Linked DNA regions of Gossypium hirsutum: region 1 is linked to region 2. Evidence: chromatin contacts called from public Hi-C data. All regions are on one chromosome and are shown on one strand. Each heading gives the region's core, a stretch centred on a gene start, on an enhancer-like site or on the middle of the called end of the contact. The rest is flanking DNA. Distances are from core to core; before and after follow the strand shown. Region 1 has its middle 18 kb from the start of LOC121231643. Region 2 holds the start of LOC107903802.

What was found. Hi-C and Micro-C count contacts between places; a contact is called where the count stands out from the background.
Region 1: a Hi-C map of leaf shows a contact between it and region 2, with 1.8 times the contacts expected there. The contact joins the enhancer-like site here to the promoter of LOC107903802 in region 2. A contact is called at or near these places in 3 of 34 Hi-C or Micro-C datasets (leaf and petal).

What each region holds. Positions count from the first base shown.
Region 1 is chrA06:14,676,197-14,681,915 of Gossypium_hirsutum_v2.1, forward strand. No RefSeq gene overlaps it. Among protein-coding and RNA genes, the nearest start is that of LOC121231643, 18 kb to the left of the region's middle. Within about 2 kb of position 2,850, at least 3 of the 9 cell types and tissues checked have an H3K27ac peak or open chromatin away from gene starts, as enhancers often do. A contact at or near this core is called in leaf, where this site is marked.
Region 2 is chrA06:14,574,023-14,579,685 of Gossypium_hirsutum_v2.1, forward strand. It overlaps LOC107903802, which reads right to left and starts at 3,889. Exons shown (of 1, transcript XM_041115182.1): 1 at 2,831-3,889. The coding sequence starts at 3,624. The coding sequence ends at 3,007.

The DNA.
Region 1 (5,719 bases), core at 1,600-4,099, 100 kb after region 2:
CAATATATATTTTCTATAAATTATTTACATGAAGGGTGCGACTTTACCGAGTCAATTTTGGACAGCGGAAAAGGTAAGTACCTTGAGTTCATGGCTAATAGGCACTATGTTTATATTTGGAGTTGAGCTTGGTAAGTTTTGAACCTATGTGACGATTATAGTTGAAGTCACGTACATAAGGTTCATTGTGGAATAGGTGAAAGTTCGTTTAATTGTATGATTATAACGAAAATAAAATGATGTATGAAAGGCCAATGTAGGACTTGGTATGAGATTGAACCATAGGGTTTAAGGAACTATGGTATAGTTTGGTATGGATGGAGTACTTAACCTCATTTCATTGTTTCCTGTTGTGATAATTTTATTAATGGATGGTTGTGGAATGCTTATGGCTTACTGAGTTATATACTCATTCGGTGTTTGCTTGTCACCTATTCTAGGTTTCTTGGACTCGTCTCTTTTTGCGTGATCGTGCCGTCGTCGAAGTCATCACACCGGCTAGCAAGTTTTGGTACTTTCTTCTTAGTCGGCTTAGGAGAACATTTCGGCATGTATAGGCTATTATGTTGTGTTTGAACTTTGGTATGTAAACTTTTAGCCATGCGAAAATGGCATAAATGTTCGGTTGGGTTTGGTTTCATAACGTTAGGTCGTAAATCTTGATAATTCGACCTTTTTATGCCATATGTCATGGTTGATTATTTTGGTGTTAAAATTCATGATATGGCAATAGTGTAGTAGGGGGATGTTTGACAATGATTAGCCTTTGGCATGGCTAGTCATGATCATAATTTGTGATATGTATGACGAATTACTAGTTAGATCAAGGAGAAATCACGAAATGGGCATAGTTGCTTTCGTAACAGATGCTGGCAGCAGCAGTGACGTGAGATTGAAAAATCAATAAAAATAGTAGGAGTGGAATTAATTGATGAATAAATTATGTATTCGAAGCTCGATGAGTCTATTTTCATATAGAAGCAACGAAAAGATCATATGGATAGTATGTTAAGAGATATTCAGGTTCTCGTGAGACAGGGCCAGAACGGTTTCTGGATTCCCTGTTCCGACTTTGGAAATTCATTATAAATTAACCAGAGACAATTAGGAGTCATACCATATATGGATAGATTCCTCTCTGAGTCTAGTTTCTATAGAAACAAACGGCATCAGTATTGAATCTCTGTGCAGGGAGATATCCAGGTCGTAATGCGCAAAGGTCAGTGTAGTCGATCCCTGTAACATGGGAGACTTTGACTAATAAACTGTACTAATTGGCCCGACCAAAAATTCTAGAAAAAAATATGTAGATGAGCATATGAGTCTAGTTTCAGGGAAAAATCACGAAACTGATTTTTGAGTTGTGAAACTCAAGATATGATTTTTAAAGCGACTAGTACGCAGATTGGCAGTGTCTGAGAAATATTTTTATAAAGGGTTTAAAGTCTGTTAACACCTCGTGTTCGACTCCGGTGTCGGTCTCGGGTTCGGGGTGTTACAAGTACTTTGGAGGAGACCATTTGCTAAGGAATGTTTCGGGTTCCGAAGTGGGTGCATGGTTCGTATTGTCTTTTTCTTCTAGCACAAGGGCATATGCATGGCCATCATGTGCGACTGAAATAACAAACAACCTAGTTTTGCGGATCAGTGTTAGAAATCTAAGACTCTGACCTCTTCTATTGTAGCCAAGTTGACCTGCATCCAACCACTATGTTTCATGCTGTCATTGGATTTGATACAGCTCCTTCTACTAGAAATGTAATATACTGGTGAAGCAGTTTGCATCCTTGAACTTCTCTGATTGAAGATGGGAGATAATGATGGCCGTGGAGATAGATGGCTGTGAAAATTAAAAAATATATTAAAAATTTTAAAAATTTACAAAAAATTAAATTGAATTAAAAAATTTAACAAATTTAATTTGATTTAATTTTTGTAAATTTTAAAAACTTCCAATATACTTTCATTTTTATTTATAAATTTTTTATGATTTATAAAATTATATATATTTAAATTTTTTTAAAAAATTATATATTTTTAGATATTTTTAAATTATTTTTAAAAATTAAGTCATCATTATCACGTGTCACTGTCTAAAAGTGCCATTTATATCAAACTTAGCACGGTTACAAAAAAGCACCAAAATTATTGATAGAATGAAAATTCGGGTACCAACTTGAGACAAAAAACTCACAAGTACTAATTTGGGAGAAGGTGCCAAGATTGATGGCCAAATGCATATTTAAGTCTATTTTATAATAAATGATTCTAGTTATAATTATGGGTTAGTGTGTAATAGATTAAAGTATATTTTTTTATTCCACAAGTAATCTTAAAAAATTGTTGTGTTTTTTTTAAAATATTTATCTTTTATAATATTTTACTATATCCTTATAAGATACTTATCAATCCCTTAACACTATTTATAAAATTTTAAAAACTTTACTAATAATCTACCAAATATTTTTTCTATAATTATTCAAATGTATTATATTTATAATTGTAATTGCAATTATACATGTAACTTTAAAAAAATAATTTCGTTAAACGATACACATTTGTGAAGATTGATGATAGTTGATTTTATTGTAGAATCATACAAGGCTACTATTAAATGAGGCAATCACACAAATCTAAGAGTTATATAGCAGAAAAACATAAGGGAAAAAAGGATAGATACCTACTCTATTGAATGAATGATGTAGGATAAGGAAAGCATATCACTCAACTAATAATCATAAGGGACTTAAGTACTGAAGTGATTTTTTATCTACCAAATATATATGAGGCACGAACTATGTGGTTGATACTTTGACAGCCAGTCTCTGGACACCAACATTTTACCTTTTTCATGGTCCCATATATACATACATAAGCTAAGAATTAATTTTTTTTGGCACATTACAAACTAACCTAAGCTAGCTAAGCAGGAATAAGTTAAAGCTTCCCAAGCATTAATCAAAGTTGTCAGATGGTCAGTATATAATACATATATATAATACAGGGAAGCCGAATGCATATGTAACTATATAATTTATATTCAAAATTATAATTTTGAAGGGTGATTAAAATTTCCATCTAACATATGATGATACGGATGTAAATTCTACCACTTTTTTTCCTTTAATATTGTAATAATAATAATAAAACCTAAAGGTTAAAAAGGAGTAGTGCTTACTTGACATAGCGGCGGTGATAGGGACCAGGGAACGACTTATTGAACAGGTCAACTAGCCAACTAGAAGACTAATATGTAATAGATGTAATAGGCAGTTGAGTTGTAATCGGCCATGTCGTCCTTAGGGTTGGAACCAGTCTTTGTCATATGGGGCCTATGCAAGGCTTCTTTAATTTCGAGACGAGTTCTTTGCTTCTTTATTAAAACTAGCCAAATATGCATTTTTTTTCTCAAACTTATCTCTTAAAATTCTACTAGGTTTTTCTACCTATCTCTCTTTTCCAACACAATATTTTTCAAATTTTATTATGGATTGGCGTTAGATCAAATCGAATAAAAAAATATTGAGTTAATTGAGTTAATGAGTTTTATTTTCTTATTTTAATTTGATTTGAATTTTTTTTAAATTGAGTCAAGTGAAATAAAATTTGAGTCAAGTCAAATCAAATAAAATTGTTCGAGTTAAATTAAAAAATTCAACATATCAAATTAAAATCTTGTTACAGTATACTTAATTCCATGTTGAAGCATATAAATCTGAAAACTTTTTCAAAGAAAAATAACAATAAAAATAAGATATTTCAGTATGATAAACTTCAACAATTAATTAACTTATTTAAGTCCGCAAATTATTATTTTAAAAAATTCTTAAATTTTTAACTTTCTTTATATATTCTTTAATTTTTTTAAAAATTTATAATTTTTAAAAAATATAAATTTTAGGATTTTTATAAATATTTTGAAGTTTTTTAAAATTATTTTTATTTTTTATTGAAAAAAATCAATTTTCTCATTTTCAAAATTGACAGGGACCAAAGGTGTATTTAAATTAATCTATTATTCGAATTATTCGAATTATAAAATTTAACTCAACTTGAATTTAAAATTTGAATTAATTATTCAAGTTGACTAAAATAACTCGATTTGATTAATTCAAAATTGAAGTATTTTTTTAATTTTTTCCAATAGAATATAATTTTTCTCAAACCCTACATTGCACACAAGAAACTATAACAATAGAGTTGTAATCCTATGCGCTTACAAGTTCATCTAACCATTCAAAAGATTTCCTTTTTTCAAATTCTAACAAAAACATGTAAAAATTATTATTTTTCTTACATTTTATCCCATCATATTTGTCACTTTTGACATGTCAGTAATTAGCGAATTAGTATAAAACCATATTTATCAAGAATTTAACTTATATATAAATGATCTTAAGCAGCCAATATTTAGCATCCATGTAATCCATCAATTATCCTTGACAATATTTTAACCTAACTATCCATCCTTTTGTGTTAAACAATTAAATAAAAAGTATCCCATAACAATGGTAAAATAAAATTTAGGGTTTATGATTCATATACCATTCAGAGTTTAAGATTTTGGATTTAATAGGTATGGGCTAAGGTTTAATGTTTATGACTTTTGAATAAATTTTATTTTATTATCCTGAAAAACAAAACAAAAAACCTTCTATTACAAAGAATACATTTTGTCTTGTAGAACCAGAATATTAAACGCAAAACAAAAGAATCAAAATCACAAGTTAAGGGTGTAGTAGACTAATATCGTATTTAAGTTGTTTGACTCGAAAAAAAATTGAATCTAACATTAAAATAAATAAATATTTAGAAAAAAATGAAAAATGCTACTAAAAGAAGAAATTTAAGGATAAAAAAAACAAAGATTTGAAAGATAGATAAATAAAGAAAAAATAAATTAAAAGGTGGAAGATGGATATCGAATAAATCGGTGGATATAGATAGAAAATAGTTGTCTAATCGAACCTTTGAGATATAAATCCCAACAAGCTTAATTAATGGCTCTGATCAACTCTCCAAGAAATAATCTTTGGCAAATTAAAGGATGAAGAATGAATTTTCACAACTTTTTGAAGAAAATCAAGAACAATAATTACTTCAAAAAATCACAAGAAAAATATTTTTGCACGAAAGAAATTAACTTCAAGATTTGAAAATTTTATTAATGAAAAAAATTGTACTTTTAATGAATAGGCTAGTTAATTACATCCAAAAATAAAATTCTCAAGTATAACGTAAGTCTAATTAATCTAAATAAGAAGTAGTTTTAAACTAAATTTTCTTATTGACTAAGAAACACAAAACTCGTAAACAACTTAAAATACTTAAAAAAATATCCTAAAATTTGGAATAAGTAAATAATAAAACCTAATAAATACAATATTGAGCTAATATACTAATAAAAATTAAGTCTAACAACTGAACCTAATATGATTTAAACTCGAACTAAAGCTTGAAACTCATAATTTCCTATATAATAATCCCGTCTAAAAATTCTGCTCGTGCATTCTTCACTAAAACGGTTATAATTTTAGGTTCTGAACTTGAAATTAAATAACTCAAAGTGCTTTTGGAAGCTAATAGATAGATCTTCGAATGCTATAAGACAACTCAACCTAGAAATGTTTGGATCCCATCTAAAAAATCACCGTAAGTCGATTGATTTTCCAAACTTAAAAATTGATAGCTTAATTGAATTGATTTTAAAATATTTCAC
Region 2 (5,663 bases), core at 2,639-5,138:
ATGAAAATGATCTAAGTCAAATGATGTAGTTGTTCTAGCCTATTCATGTTATCGTTGTTGAAATCTTGTGAATTCTGCTGCTAAATCCACCTTATCCATTTTAATTATTCATCACATTTAGGTTAATTTGCATTAGGGATCACTTTGCATCTAGATAATTATTTAACTTAACATCAACCAATCAAACTTATTTTGTTTTTTTACCAAATTGTTAATATTAATTTTGCAAAATATTGATTAACATATACAGCCCCTATGGAGACGATAACTCTTATACTTATTACTTGATAACAATTGTGTACACTTGCACAAACCTAACATTACAATGACCAGTGAAACCGGACGTCCCTCGTCCATTACGAAGTCAAAGTCAACTCGTTTGGAGTGGAGGCAACTTAGTCATAGGAGGGAAAAAGATATGACGATTTTGTTGAAGAGGTTCTCTTTTGGATGCATGTTTTGAAAAGTTAGGACATTGTGTTCGTGAAAATCAAACCCAAGTTAGTTTTGATTTGCCAGTGCACAAGTCAAAGCTAGAAATAATTCAGCTTCTAAGCACAGATTTGACTCAGTTAATTCCCTGCATAGTTCAAGATAGGCCCGTGATGGGCTTTGGCAAAGATGGCGTTGTGGAAATATGAGTCAAGGTGGAGATTTGAGTATGCCTCATAATTTAGTCAAATTTGATAGATAATCTTCTAGTTAAATTTTTTATTAGTTTTAGTCGAACTCTGATTAGTCTAGATTATTTTATTATTGTTTGACCTACGAATTTAGCCTATAAATAAGCTCTTTTACAACCTTAGAAAATACAGTCATTAAAATATTAGAACTTATAACACTTATAGAGAATTTTGTGTTTACATTTTGAGGGTTCTTTGTTTTTGAGTTTTGGGGTTTAGTTTTTATCTCCATCTTTTATACTCTTTGTTCACTTGCCATTATAGTAAAATTATATTTACCCGTGGTTTTTTATCCTCTTTGAAGAGGTTTTTCCACGTTAAATTTATGTGTTTAATTTCTCAATTTATTCCACTATTTTTTTGTTGTTCGTTGCTTAATCTGGCCGATCTCCGACAGTTTATAATTTTATTACAATGCCTTATTTATAATATGAGCTTCGTCTTATTAGTACTTTGAACAAATTATAAGTTAATCGTACAAACATGAAAGAATATCTTTCAATTATTATTAGCGTAAATATCCTTTAGAGAAGATGCTTAAATGAAATTCTCAACCAAATCCAATCAAGGTTTGTAGTTAGAGTAGTAAACTACTTTCCTATGGAGGAAAAGACTAGAGAGGTATTCGTTAAAATAGAATTATAGTCACTTACAATGCATGCTATGATCTGTTTTTTATTTCTGAAATCTCTTTGCGATGAGATAACGGGCCTTATTAAACACTATTGGTGGGCTGCCAAACATGACTCCAAGGGGATACATTGATTGAATCGGGACTTAATTTATAGGCAGTGACCGTAGGTGGGTTGGTTTCCTTATTCAACCGGACTTGGTAGCGAAGCAAGGTTGGAGGCTCATTCATAATACTAATTCACCGAGTTATAAGGTCTTAAAGGGAAAATATTTCCCTAATTGTGCTTTCATCGATTCTAACTATTTGGCAAGCCAAGGATGTCCTGAACTTAGACTTGAAGTGGCAGACTGGAGAAGGGAGAGGCGTACAGGTTTGCAAAGATAAGGGGGTTACTGATGCTTCTGAATTTCAAATCATTGGTACTCCTATATCACTCTCAGACGATGCAAGGGTCGACAACTTACTGAAAAGGATAGATGGTAGTGGAAAATAGAGCTCATAAATGGAGAATTTTCTCCACCTGATGCAGAAGCAATTTGTTGCATCCTTGTCTATGAATCACGGCCCAAAGATACTTTGGAGTGGCATCATAGAAAAACGGGTGTGTACACTGTCAAGAGTGGGTATATGACTATATGTGTCTTCTAAAAGCAAAACATGGTAGAGGAAGTTGGATGTCTCTGTGGAACTTAGAGCTACCTTTAAATTATTCTCTTGGCAGGCTTGCTATGGTATACTACCTTTCGGATGAAAATAGCAAGGAGAATTCACGTCATTGACCTTCTGTGTCCAAGATGCCATTCCACTAATGAGGATGATCTGCATGCTTTAAAGCAAATATGGGGCATACGAAATTAGACCGTTTAATAACAATGTTTCACCTCTAGCGCGAGCTGTTGGTAAAGCTAAAGTGTTCCTATAGGAATACTACAATCTTGCGCAATCAGCTAAGACTACCACCGCTACTCATACTGGTATAAATTGGCTGCCTCCTCCAGCAAGCCATGTAAAAGTAAATTTCGATGCCACCTTTTTTGCAACATCACCTGGAGCAAGGATTGGGGTGGCTATCCGGTGACCTGGATGGTTTTATACTGGGAGCACTGCTCCTTCCAAAGAGGTGAATCCGAATCCGTGCATGACAAAAGCAATGGTAGCACTAAGGGCCATAGACTTTACTCACCAAATGGTACATCAATGTATATGGTTACAAGATGATTCACTGCAGGACATTAAGTGGTTTTGTTCAGCGAAAACAGATTTATTAGTCATTGGACCACTTATAAATGATGCAAGGCAAAGACTACACGGGTTCGAAGATGAGATCACACCTTTTCGAAGACAAGCAAAACAAGTAGCACACTCGTTGACTAAATTAAATGTTATTGAGCAGGATGATATCGCAGTTATGTTGGATACCGTTAATATATGATGAATGAAATTATGTTTATTTGAGAAAAAAAAATTATCATTTCTCAAAGTTAAATTTCGTATCCTGTCTCACAACCATGTCTTAAGTGGCATCAATTGGGGAAATCAAAGAAAAAGTGGGAGAGAAGGGTTGTATCAGAAAGAAAAACAAAAGTAAAAACGCAGAGATTTACAGAAATAATTATGACAATTTCAAGTCTGGACCTGTCCAAAAATCCTCTCACGCAAAACATGGGAGAGAAGGGATGAATCAGGATCTCACTGATCGATATTTTGGCTTGAGTTGACTCTTCTTGGAGAATCTGGGGGTCCCAAAATTTCTGCATACATTTCCATGAGAAACTTGTCGACAATATCAAGATAGGTAGGACAAGTGAGTCGAGAATAGTAGTGAAGAACCTCTTCAATGTCAAGAACATGTTCCATATTGCTCATATCCATCATCTCTAGCTCTTTCAGCTTTTGTGGCACTGATAAATTCCTTTCTTCTCTTCTTCTCTCGCCTGAATTACAATCCTCTCGTCTGTTCCCCACCTTGGCACTCCTCGTTTTATGCTGCTTAATGTCCTGATGGTCATCTCTTCCTTGTGTCGTAGACTGCTTCATATTTCCCTTATTGTTTCCTTGTCTTTGTGCTTCTATATTATGAGTTGAAAATTTTATCTTTTTCCTGTTGTCATTTCTTTCCTTTGGGTTGCCATTGTCGTTGGGATTCACGGCAACGCCTGCAGCGGTGAATGAATAGGGATTGTACGGAGAGGCTTTGGGTAGCCTTTGGTAAGGTTCAGCATCAGTACCAGAGAAGAGAGACTTGAAACTTCGTAAGGTTTTCTGAAAGAACCTTTTGGTATTGGAAATGGAATTTCGAAGCAGCATTGGTTACGGATTACAAAGAGAGTCAAAAGGGGAAATCACTTATTTGGTGACGGTGATGAATACAAATAATAGAGGAGGAGCCATTAAAGGGTGTTTTGAAAAACTTGGATTGAAACAACGGAAATTAGAGAAAGGGTACTGTTTTTCTCACTTTGGGGGTTGTTCTTATGTTTGTCGTCGTTTCACATAAGCTCCTTATTATTGTTGTTGCATTGGGTTTTGTTCTTTGGTCACCAAAAGAGTCCCCACTAGCACTAGTGTTCATCAAACATATGTCAAAGCTTTTAATTTATGGAAGATTTGGTGATGGTTTCTTGCTCATTAATATTATAAATAAAGATAGTATTTCGTGGCTTTTACTTTTGGTGGTGGAGTTGGTGTGGTGTGTAGCCGCTTTTAGAGGAGGAAAGGACAGCGGCCCTTCCTGCGCTGGTAGTTGAATTGGGCCGCCGGTTTCTTCATATATACCAATTCTAGATTTTATCATAATTTTCCAATCAAATATTGGTCTCTCACTTTTAATCACTTAAATCGATGATGTTTATTACTAGGTTGAAAATTGGTTTAATTTAATCATCTAAAGGACACTTATACTATAGGTCTGGGAGCAAATAAGCATTTCAATATTTAATTCTAAAGCAAAAAGGGAAAAAGTTAAATATTAAAAATTACTAGTTTATGGTGTTCTAAAATGTAGCTTAATTTAATTATTGTCAAAATTTTCGCTATTTAAAAAGTTTACCTCTTCACTTTAAAGTTTAACTAAGTTGCTTACATTTAACTAATTTTCATACTTGAGTCAAATGGGTTGACTGTAAAATTTAGGACATTGAGTAGATACTTAAAATAAAAATATACGATTTTTCTTTAAATAAATGAACCAGCATAAATTCATAATATAAACAAACCCGTGAATCACGGAGCCAGTTGGACTAGCACCATTTTTAATATCTTGCACCAATAAAATAAACGCTTCTTCTTTCATCAAAATAAAATAAAATAAACGCTTCTTCAAAAATTACCTCTAAACTATACCTACGTACTTATTCAAACAACGTTGCTGTTACTCATTTCCCCCTCACCTAACGCCGTTAGACAAAAAAAAAATCTGCCAAAACTTGACACGTCACCAGCCAACTGTTATTTTTAGTATTCTATTTTATTTTATAAAAATTTAGAAGAAATTAAAAAAAAAATTCCCCCTCCCCCCACCACCGCTTTCCTGCAATCAAAAGCTTTTTGGTTTTGCAAACGATGCTTTGCGACCCGAATTGTTCAAAACATATTAGGGAAAAGGCTGCGTTTGGTGTAACCGCTTTGATTCGAGTCAATAAAGATGTCTTAGAAGGTGAAGTGAATAATTGAAGCTCCTCTGGAGATGAAATCAGCTCATAGCTTAAAAGTTTTATGTGAGTTAATTACATATATTAAATCTCCCTTTGCTGATGAAATACTCTGTAAAGAAGAAACTCCCAAGATGTTAACTTTATTACAATCCAAATATTTGGGTATGAAAGTTGTGGTATTTGATTGCATTCTTGAAATTGGTTACTTTCGGCGTAAAGAAACTGTTGATGCTATGCTTAATGGAGGTGATAAAGGATGAGAATGATGAATGCAAAAACGGATCATAAAGTTTGTCAAAGTTCCGGATTTAATTTAGGCCTCTAAACGTTCAGAAAGAAACTTAGATTTTGACACAACCTGAAACGAAATTAAATCCAAGTCAGATAAAATAATTAAAATAAAATAGTAAATCAAATATTAAGGAAGCGAATAAAAAAATAAATAGAAATATAGAACGTAGCGTGTAGAAGTCTTACGAAGCCTTGGAAACACCAAGAATCCACAACCCCCTTCAAGCTACTCTAATTTCCCCACCAAGATAGAAAGAATTTATTTACTCAAAAGATAAATAGAATAATAATGAATTGAATAAATTGTATACAATGTAAAAGCCTATATATATGCTAGCTAAATAAATCTAAATAAAATTCTTAAGTATACTACAACTCTAATTTAATCAAAATAAGAAGTAG